Linked DNA regions of Mus musculus: region 1 is linked to region 2. A link is a contact called in public HiChIP or PLAC-seq data. All regions are on one chromosome and are shown on one strand. The core of a region is the stretch at or near the end of the contact, and the rest is flanking DNA. Distances in the headings are between cores, read along the strand shown. Region 1 overlaps Gm32742. Region 2 overlaps Alg9 (asparagine-linked glycosylation 9 (alpha 1,2 mannosyltransferase)).

What was found. HiChIP or PLAC-seq counts read pairs in DNA pulled down with a chosen protein or histone mark.
Region 1: a contact with region 2 is called in an H3K27ac HiChIP or PLAC-seq map of large pre-B cells, with 2.2 times the contacts expected there. The contact joins two enhancer-like sites. A contact is called at or near these places in 2 of 15 datasets of contacts at CTCF or cohesin (embryonic stem cells and pro-B cells), 46 of 484 Hi-C or Micro-C datasets (the AML12 cell line, B cells, the C2C12 cell line and 30 more), 4 of 115 datasets of contacts at active chromatin or transcription factors (astrocytes, embryonic basal ganglia, embryonic stem cells and 1 more) and 1 of 9 other capture datasets (adipose tissue).

Annotation. Positions count from the first base shown.
Region 1 is chr9:51,163,935-51,168,226 of GRCm38.p6, reverse strand. All of the region lies in intron 1 of Gm32742, which reads left to right. Among named protein-coding and RNA genes, the nearest start is that of Gm32742, 2.7 kb to the left of the region's middle. Within about 2 kb of position 2,551, at least 31 of the 459 cell types and tissues checked have an H3K27ac peak or open chromatin away from gene starts, as enhancers often do. A contact at or near this core is called in pro-B cells, where this site is marked.
Region 2 is chr9:50,813,109-50,817,351 of GRCm38.p6, reverse strand. All of the region lies in intron 13 of Alg9 (asparagine-linked glycosylation 9 (alpha 1,2 mannosyltransferase)), which reads right to left. Among named protein-coding and RNA genes, the nearest start is that of Gm38476, 40 kb to the right of the region's middle. Within about 2 kb of position 1,496, at least 19 of the 459 cell types and tissues checked have an H3K27ac peak or open chromatin away from gene starts, as enhancers often do. A contact at or near this core is called in pro-B cells, where this site is marked.

The DNA.
Region 1 (4,292 bases), core at 1,302-3,801, 350 kb before region 2:
TGTCCTGCCTGCCCCGCCCATCCACACACTCCTGCCCAGAGCCCTCCTCTTGCTGTTTGTTTTGCTGAGAGTTTCCGTTGGCTCGCGTGTGGGTGTTTGTTGTATTTCTCCTGCAGATGGCAGACAGTGTGCCCTCCCCAGCACTACCCCACCCCAAGGGCTGTGTAGCAAGCAAGCCCGGTAAGGCCGAACAAAAGCCTAGCAGGTGAACAGCCCGTCTGCCGGCGCCTTTTATCCAACCCAAGTCACAGACAATATCTTTACAGAATTCTTTTCAACTCCACCATCATCTGGAACTTTTTTTCTGCCTGGCTCTGGTCCTGCAGGAGCCCCCCAGAGCCTCCATCCTTACAAAAAACCAGCTGCTCCTCTGATGGGGCAAGGGACCCTGGGTCCCAAGAAAGCTATTTCCTTCCTTCTTTCCTGAATCCGTTCCACTCCCCTCAGAACTCAGAGATCCGAATGATCACAGAAACTTCTGGAAAAGGCTGTACTGATCACTGGGCTGTGGAAATCAGAAGTGACTCCAGTCCTCAGCAGAAGGAGGTGACCCTCAGCCTTTTACTTCCCTGAGAGAGGTCATCCCTGAGAGAAGGACGCCCTGGGGAATGGGAATGATAGAGATAATGTGTCTCGGGCCATACAATGGATGCTCTGGCCTGGCCCTAGTCTACTCACCTGGCAGAACAACCTCTGTCTCGAGTCTGTCCGTTTTTCTCCCTCCCCATCCTCCTCCCCCTCTGCTTTTTTCTCTTTCCCTTTTTTTCTCTCCATCTTCCTCACTCCCACTCCCTCCTAACCCCCAACCAAGGAACCAGCTCAGCTACTCTACGAGACAAAGGTTAGAGGACATCTGATGTCCTCAGCACCCGTGCCGAGTCACAACTAGGAGTGCCCATAATCACCCCTGCTTCCCAATCAACTCCCTGTCTCTATGGCTCTACCCAGGGAAGGTGCCCCGTGTTGATAGCTTGCTAGTTGATAGCTTATAGTTGAGTCGGTAAGACCTACTCAGCCTTGCTGGTCGGTTGAGTGGTCTTTTGTGGCCTGAGTAACAGGTCCTGTAGGTAAGGAGCCAAGCTCATTCTACCGTCTTCTCTCGGTTCTTATTCCCACGGGGCCTCAGGAATACCCATTGTGCCCCAACAGAGAAAACTAATGGCCATGACTGGTGATCCTGTTGGCCAGTTCTGTGGCTATCTTCCAAAGGGGGCTTAGAGATGTCCAAGTCAACTGTGCTGGCAGGCTGGGAAGCAGCTGCCTCTCAGCAGAGGAAGAGGAGGCATACCAGAAGACCCACAGCGTAAAAACATAGAAGTCTCCAGGAGTGTCCCAATGGCAGCTTTGTGGATGCTGACACTGGGTTCTACAGTCCCTAAGTCTAAGATTCTTCTACTCCAGTTTGCCAACTTCTAATACAAAATTGAGAACTTGAGGGGTAGTGTACACAAACTCTGTCCACAGTCCCAACACAGTGTAATCCAGGTACAGGGCCAGCCTGCGTCCTACCTTTGGCTCCGGTGGCACCCTTCCTCTTTGCATATGACTTCTAGACCTTCAGGGCCTGGCTCTGAATGTTTCTATTTCTGTGAAACCTCCAGCCTCTTCATGTGAGTCCTAATGAAGAAGCCAAGTGCTTCTGTGGGTCATGCCCCCCGGGGCTTACTAAATCCTACCAGGCATTTTGATAACATCTGGACTGCAGAAGTGTCTCACTCATCTCTGTTCCCAGAGATCTCTCATTACCTCCTCTTCCAGCACCTAACACTCTACATTACTAAGAACGAACATTGAACAAGTGCTTCCCTGGTCAACATATCCAGGATAATCTTCCAACATCTTTCTGATTGGCTACTAGGGGTTCGAAGTCAGACACTCAGAGAACTAGGAATGGGGAAACCAAAACATGGCCCCATCTCCTTGGAGAGCACACACGTTACAAAAGAGAAAATACTAAATAATACTACAGGAGATGTGAGCAAAGTGATATGAGACCCTCACTGGACATCCTCACTGGACGGTGCCATGAATTTCCAGTAATACTTTCAAGGTGTCCCTCTGTCCCTAACTTCTAGCCATTCATCAGAAAGTGGTTAACATGTTGAGCATAATTTTGAATCCACAAGCCCCTGAACTTCAGGAAATGCAGACTTCCCTACTCTATACAGCCTGACAAACATGTGTGGCTGGCCCTGCCACACACTCACCCTGGCCATGCGGCTAAGCCTCTGTGGTCAGGACCCCAGAAAGGCCTCTCCATGATTTGCATATAATCACACAATGCCAGGCACAACAAAGCCACTCAATACAGGAGAGTCTTCTCAGCTGAGTTTAAGGTTTAATCTCCTTAATACAAAAGTTTCTGCTTTGCTTTGCAGGGTTCTGGGACTCTTACTAATGATGCTAAACAAATAATCACTATTTATCTGCCCTCCCCCACCTCCAAGAGGTTTTACCCAGTGCCCCTTGCTGTTGTGGTTTACGGGCCAAGCCTGCACCTGCGCTGTGTGTGAGCTCATTTGGACATCTATCAAGGCTTTTTAAAGACAGCCAGGCATAGGGAGAGCAGTTAGAGCCAGGGAGAAGGCACCACCAGTCCTGGCACTACTGCAGACAGCCCCTCTAGGCTGCCTGTTATGATTGTAGGCCCTGCAAGAAACCCTTGGGAAACACCTTCAGCCCCTCCTCTCAACATCCAGCCCCTTCTTTATGCGTGGAGCTGATCTTCCTCTTCCTGTGGCTACCCTTCCTCCACGTGCTTCCCCTCCCAGACTCCTCCCTTCCATTTCTGCACAAAGATTCCTGTATCCGGGTGTTATTTCTAAGTCAGCTTTCCTGCTTGCTCCTGTAGGCCTTACCAGGTGAGTCAGGGTACCCTAAAATGTCAGCCTCCAGGACCTTCAGGACCAACATGCTCAGAAATTTCTGTCTTCACTCCAGTTGCTTGGTCAGAGTGTTTTCAGAATGAAGCAAGGTCCCCTGCCTCTTACTTTGATGCAGTATTTAGACATTGGTAGGTACTCAGACTTTTGGTTTGAATTGGGTGGCCTGGATATCTTGGTTATCTATTTATCTTAGCAGGCATCAAACAAGACCCTTTATTATGTTTCATGATGTTATAGTGCAGAAGTCTGTTCAGGGCTCAACTGGGCAAGCCTTTTCCTCTATTTCATTGATGAAGGTTACCCTGTGGTCTTTGGATGATAGACGGACTAACCTAAGAGTCTAAAGGTATCTTCTATTCACGGCTTCCAAGTGAATAAGGGTGGCTAAAGTCTTGTGTCAGCTAGGAACCCTCTCAAGTGTGACAGTCTCCAGACAATAGGGGTCTTTTACATGGTATATCAAGGCTTCCAGAGAGAATAATCCAAATGAACACTGCAGAGGCTATAAGGTGTCAGAAATCCCAGAATCTCACTTCGAAAGTCACTGAAGACATCCTCCTAAAGTGTTCTCAGGGGCACTAGCCCTAAAAGCAGTGCAGAACAGTTTCCTGGCACTGCATAGCCTAGCCTTGTAAATATAACATTATTGTTACCAACCTACATGTGCTAGGTTGGTTATCACTGTCATACTTTTCTCCAAAGACTCAAACTAATATCCTACCTACCCTTACTCTGACATACTATAGTATCCCTAGTTAGCCCAGTGCCTGGCCTGTCTCTTATTCCCTCAGCTGTCAGCAAGACCTCAGCTTTCCCTCCACTGTCACAAGACCCAAATTTTTTAATACATTTATTTGAGGATGGCTTTAGACTGGAAAAAAAAACCAAAAAACAAAAAACTTGAGTCAGTTCAGGACTGACACAAAGATACCACCACAAGGCAGACAGTTAATGCTCTAGACTTGACGTCTCAAGCCAGGACTTTCCTAAATGGCTCTAGTTGCATGTCCCTCCTGTTATCAAGGGTTGTCACAATGTCACTGTTCTCAGGTTGTCTGAACCATAGAGACTGGATTACCGGTGAGCAGGGCAATCCGTTTCATTTGGTACTGAGTCTCATGAGCACCTAGCAACACTTAATCAGACAGGCTTCAGCAGACTCAAGCCAGCTGCATGCCCCCTGGCTCCAGTCTGGGAATGGCAGGTGTCTGGCAGGGAAGTCCCTGCTCTCAAAGTGGGGACTCTGTGCAGAAGCTAGAAGGTCCCATATGATGTGGGTTCAGAAATCCCAGAATCTCACTTTGTTGGTCATTAATCATTGACGACATCGTCCACACATGATGGAGACATAGACTTTCCTTCTTTTTTTTTTCTTCATAAATATGTTTTGAATTTTATTATGAAGTA
Region 2 (4,243 bases), core at 247-2,746:
TGAGAGGGTATGAGAGAGAGAGCCAGGAGAGGGTCTTGCAGAGGCTGCTGCCCCGCTGCTGCTGGTCCCTGCTATTGCTGGTCCCTGCTGTTGTGTTTTCTGCTTTTGCTATTGCTGGTTTTCTGGATTGCTAGATGTATCTCCTGATGATGAGACTGGACTTGCCCCTAGTAACTTGACACCTCTAGTCAGCAGGAAGTAGTCTAAAGAGATCTATGCCCCCTTTCCCCTCTAACATTCATTTTCTCTCTCGCTTACCTAATGTTGGGGGGTTAGAAGGGTTCCCGGTGGAAACAGTAGTAGATATAAGAACCCAACAAATTATTCTGAAAAGTCCAGTTACATAGGCCAGCCTGGTCTACTGAACAAGTTCCAGGACATCTACTGCTGAAAGAAAAAAAAAAAAAAACCCTCCAATAAAGGTTGAAAGGTATCTGGGTATTGGGTGTAAGCCATCATTAGAGTCAGTTTAACACTATGCTCACACAGACAATAATAGCAGTAGGCTCTCCCCTAGGTCCCATGACCAGCCCCAGGTATAAGCTCTGTCTGGTGAAATGGGCTGTGAATCAAATAGAAAGTGGTTGGTTACCACTATAACATCTGTGCCATATTGGGCCCCTGGGCCTATCTTACCAGGCCACTCACTATGGAGTCCTCAGCCTTCACATCTGGATAAGAATACTGACTGCTCCACCAGCAGCATGCACAGCACCGATAAAAGGGAATGTTTAAATTCCTAAAATCAAATTGAAACAAAAGCACCACTTACCAGGAATGTGAAAGATACAGCAAAGGCAATTCTAAGAGGAAATTTGACAGCCACAGGCACTTATATTAAGGAAACAAAACAGAGGAATCACAAATAAAATAGTTTCACAATACAACTGAATGTTTCCAGAAAGTAATAGGCCAAATCCAAAATCAGTATACTGAGAGAATATCAGATCTAAAATTAATAAAAAAGGAAACTGCCAGGCAGTGGTGGCACATGCCTTTAATCCCAGCAAATGGGAGGCAGAGACAGGCGGATTTCTGAGTTCGAGGCCAGCCTGGTCTACAGAGTGAGTTCCAGGACAACTAGGGCTACACAGAGAAACCCTGTCTCGAAAAAATAAAATAAAATAAAATAAAATAAAAGGCCAGGTGGTGGTGGTGGCACATGCCTTTAATCCCAGCACTTGGGAGGCAGAGACAGGCGGATTTCTGAGTTCGAGGCCAGCCTGGTCTACAGAGTGAGTTCTAGGACAGCCAGGTCTATACAGAGAAACCCTGTCTTGAAAAACCAGAAAAAAAAAAAAAAAAGGAAACCAACAGAAAGGACCAACAAAACTAATCAAAAGGAAGAAAGAATATTCAAACTAATAAAACCGGACTAAAAATGAAAGACTGGGTCTGAAGAGTCAGCTCAGGGAGAGAAATGTCTTCTGGGACTTCCTTTTGTTTCAACTGTAGGAGGGGCTGTGCCCGCACCACTGTGGCACTGGGCGCGGTGGGGATGCAGGTGCAGGGGCTCCAGCTACACTTTAGAGCCAGGCACAGGCTAGCTACAGCTTTTCTGTCCCACATGCAGCCTTGTTCAGTTTGCATTTGCCTTGCTAACTACAGATTTGCTGACCAAATATTTTAAATCCACAAGCAAAAATTTACCACACTGTAAAAACTATAAACTCAGGTAGAAATTCACCCAATCATTATAAATGACAAAAAAAAAAAAAAAGTCAATTTTCTTAAAGTCAATACCACGGATAGTAGGGAAATAATTTTGGAGTATTTTGAATGCTGTTCAATTGGGTTTTTAGTATCTTCCAATCTCATACAGCATAAATACAGCAGTGTGAATCCAACTACTGTGATGACCAAGAATGGTAACAGTAGCCAGAAAACCAACAGGGCAGTTCACTTTCTCCTCAGCTAAGGACCCAGAAGATCAGGAGAAATGCTGAGAGAAAGACAGGAAGAGGATCCTGGTTATTTCTGTTTATTGATATATAGTATCAGCTACGAGTACCTGGTACAAAAGAAAAAAGAGCTTCAAAAAATGAAAAATTAAAAAAACAAAACAAAACGTAGAAAAGTAACACTCAGCTCCTTATGCTTGTGAGTCATTGTATCATTGTGAGTGATACAACGTGAGTCATATTGTATCATTGTGAGTGATACAACGTGAGTCATATTGTATCATTGTGAGTGATACAACGTGAGTCATATTGTATCATTGTGAGTGATACAACGTGAGTCATATTGTATCATTGTGAGTGATACAACGTGAGTCATATTGTATCATTGTGAGTGATACAACGTGAGTCATAGTGTATCATTGTGAGTGATACAACGTGAGTCATATTGTATCATTGTGAGTGATACAACGTGAGTCATATTGTATCATTGTGAGTGATACAACGTGAGTCATATTGTATCATTGTGAGTGATACAACGTGAGTCATATTGTATCATTGTGAGTGATACAACGTGAGTCATATTGTATCATTGTGAGTGATACAACGTGAGTCATATTGTATCATTGTGAGTGATACAACGTGAGTCATATTGTATCATTGTGAGTGATACAACGTGAGTCATAGTGTGACTCAAAGAAAGCTTCACCACCACACCAAACACCCAAGGAATAGGTGTGACAACATGGGGGAATCCTGAAACCAAACTGCTCATCAGGTCACAACCACCCTGAGCCTCGAAAAAGAAAAAGAAAAAAAAAAAAGAAAGAAAGAAATGAAAAAAAAAAAAAGAAAAGGGAGAATTGTGACTCCACAAACAGTGCTTCTCAGTTTGTTTTTAATTTCCTTGCATTCATGTATGAATGTATGTATAAATGTATGTATGCATATACGTATATATACATGGGTATATGGATGGGTGTGTATATGGATGGATGGATGGATGGACACATTTATTTATTCGTTGAGAGGGAAAGCGAGTGTGTGTGCAGAGAGGACATCTGCAGGGATCATCAGTCTCTCCTTCCATCAAGTGGGTCTAGAAAGGGAACTCAGGTCACCGCGCTTAGTGCCAAGTACATTCATCCTCTGAGCTATCTCGCCAGTGCAGTGCTTCTCTTCTGATACTCATTTTGGAAATATAAAGTCATAACAAAACAATGAAGATAATGAGGAATATTTCAAGCATAATTTCATTATTACATTTGCTTATGCATAATAAATGCTAAGTAAATGGGAAAACTGCATGTCGTTGAACCAATCAATCAGTGCACATACCATGCAATTATCCACCTCCAGCGCCTGAGCCCTGGGTAGTGAGCCACTTGCTGATGCACCTCTGGTGCTGTGGCAGGCCTCACAGGACCCCTCACTGCTGCACAAATGCCATCTTACCCCTACAGACAAGTACCACACCCAGTACTGCAGGCATGGCCTGTAGATATGCAGCAAACAAAAACCTGTGCCACGTCTTTACTGGGATCGGATCACGTTTCTTCTTTCTTTCAGAGACAGGGTCTCATCTATCTATCCCAGGGTTGACCTTAAATGTGCTAGGTGGCCAAGGATGACCCTGAACTAATCCTCTTGCCTCTGCCTTCCAAGTTACTAAGAGGTGTCACCGTGCAGTGCTAGGGATCAAACTCTGGGCCCTGTAGATGCAAGACAAGCACTCCACCAATTGATCTCTTAATAACAAAGTGTTTCAAGTATTATGGCTCTAATCCCATTCCCCATCAATTTTGTGGCTTTTACTTTACAATGACTCTTAGCTATTCTATGCCATCTTATAACAGAACGGTCTCTACTGGTGTATGGGGAAAACTTTATTGACCAATCTATTTCTTCCAAAGACAACACAAGAGCAAGCACCCAGCAACTCCATTTTCCCATCAAATCACAGTCAGAGAGAAGTATTTTTCTCAAGACTTCTTCCTCAGTAGCCGTCCTCGCCAATGCCTAGCCACTGTCTGCCTAAATCTAAAATCAGGCCCCATGCTTAAGAGCCAGAGTTATCATTTGCTTTGAAATAGTGAAAAAAAATCTGAATTTGTCAAGAAAGGCAACACTGAATGTGTCTTTTAAATTCAGATCTAGTTTCAAGTAGAAATCTGGGCATGACTCACTAAGGCCACTTAAGGCAAACAATTAGTTCTGCTACACAGTTGTGACAGTGTACTAGAAACCACAGCATCCTCTTAAATCCCTGATAAACTGAGGCCAGGGAACAGTGAGATAACAGGAACCATCCAGCTCCCCTAGTTTCCATGAAGACAGAAATAGGG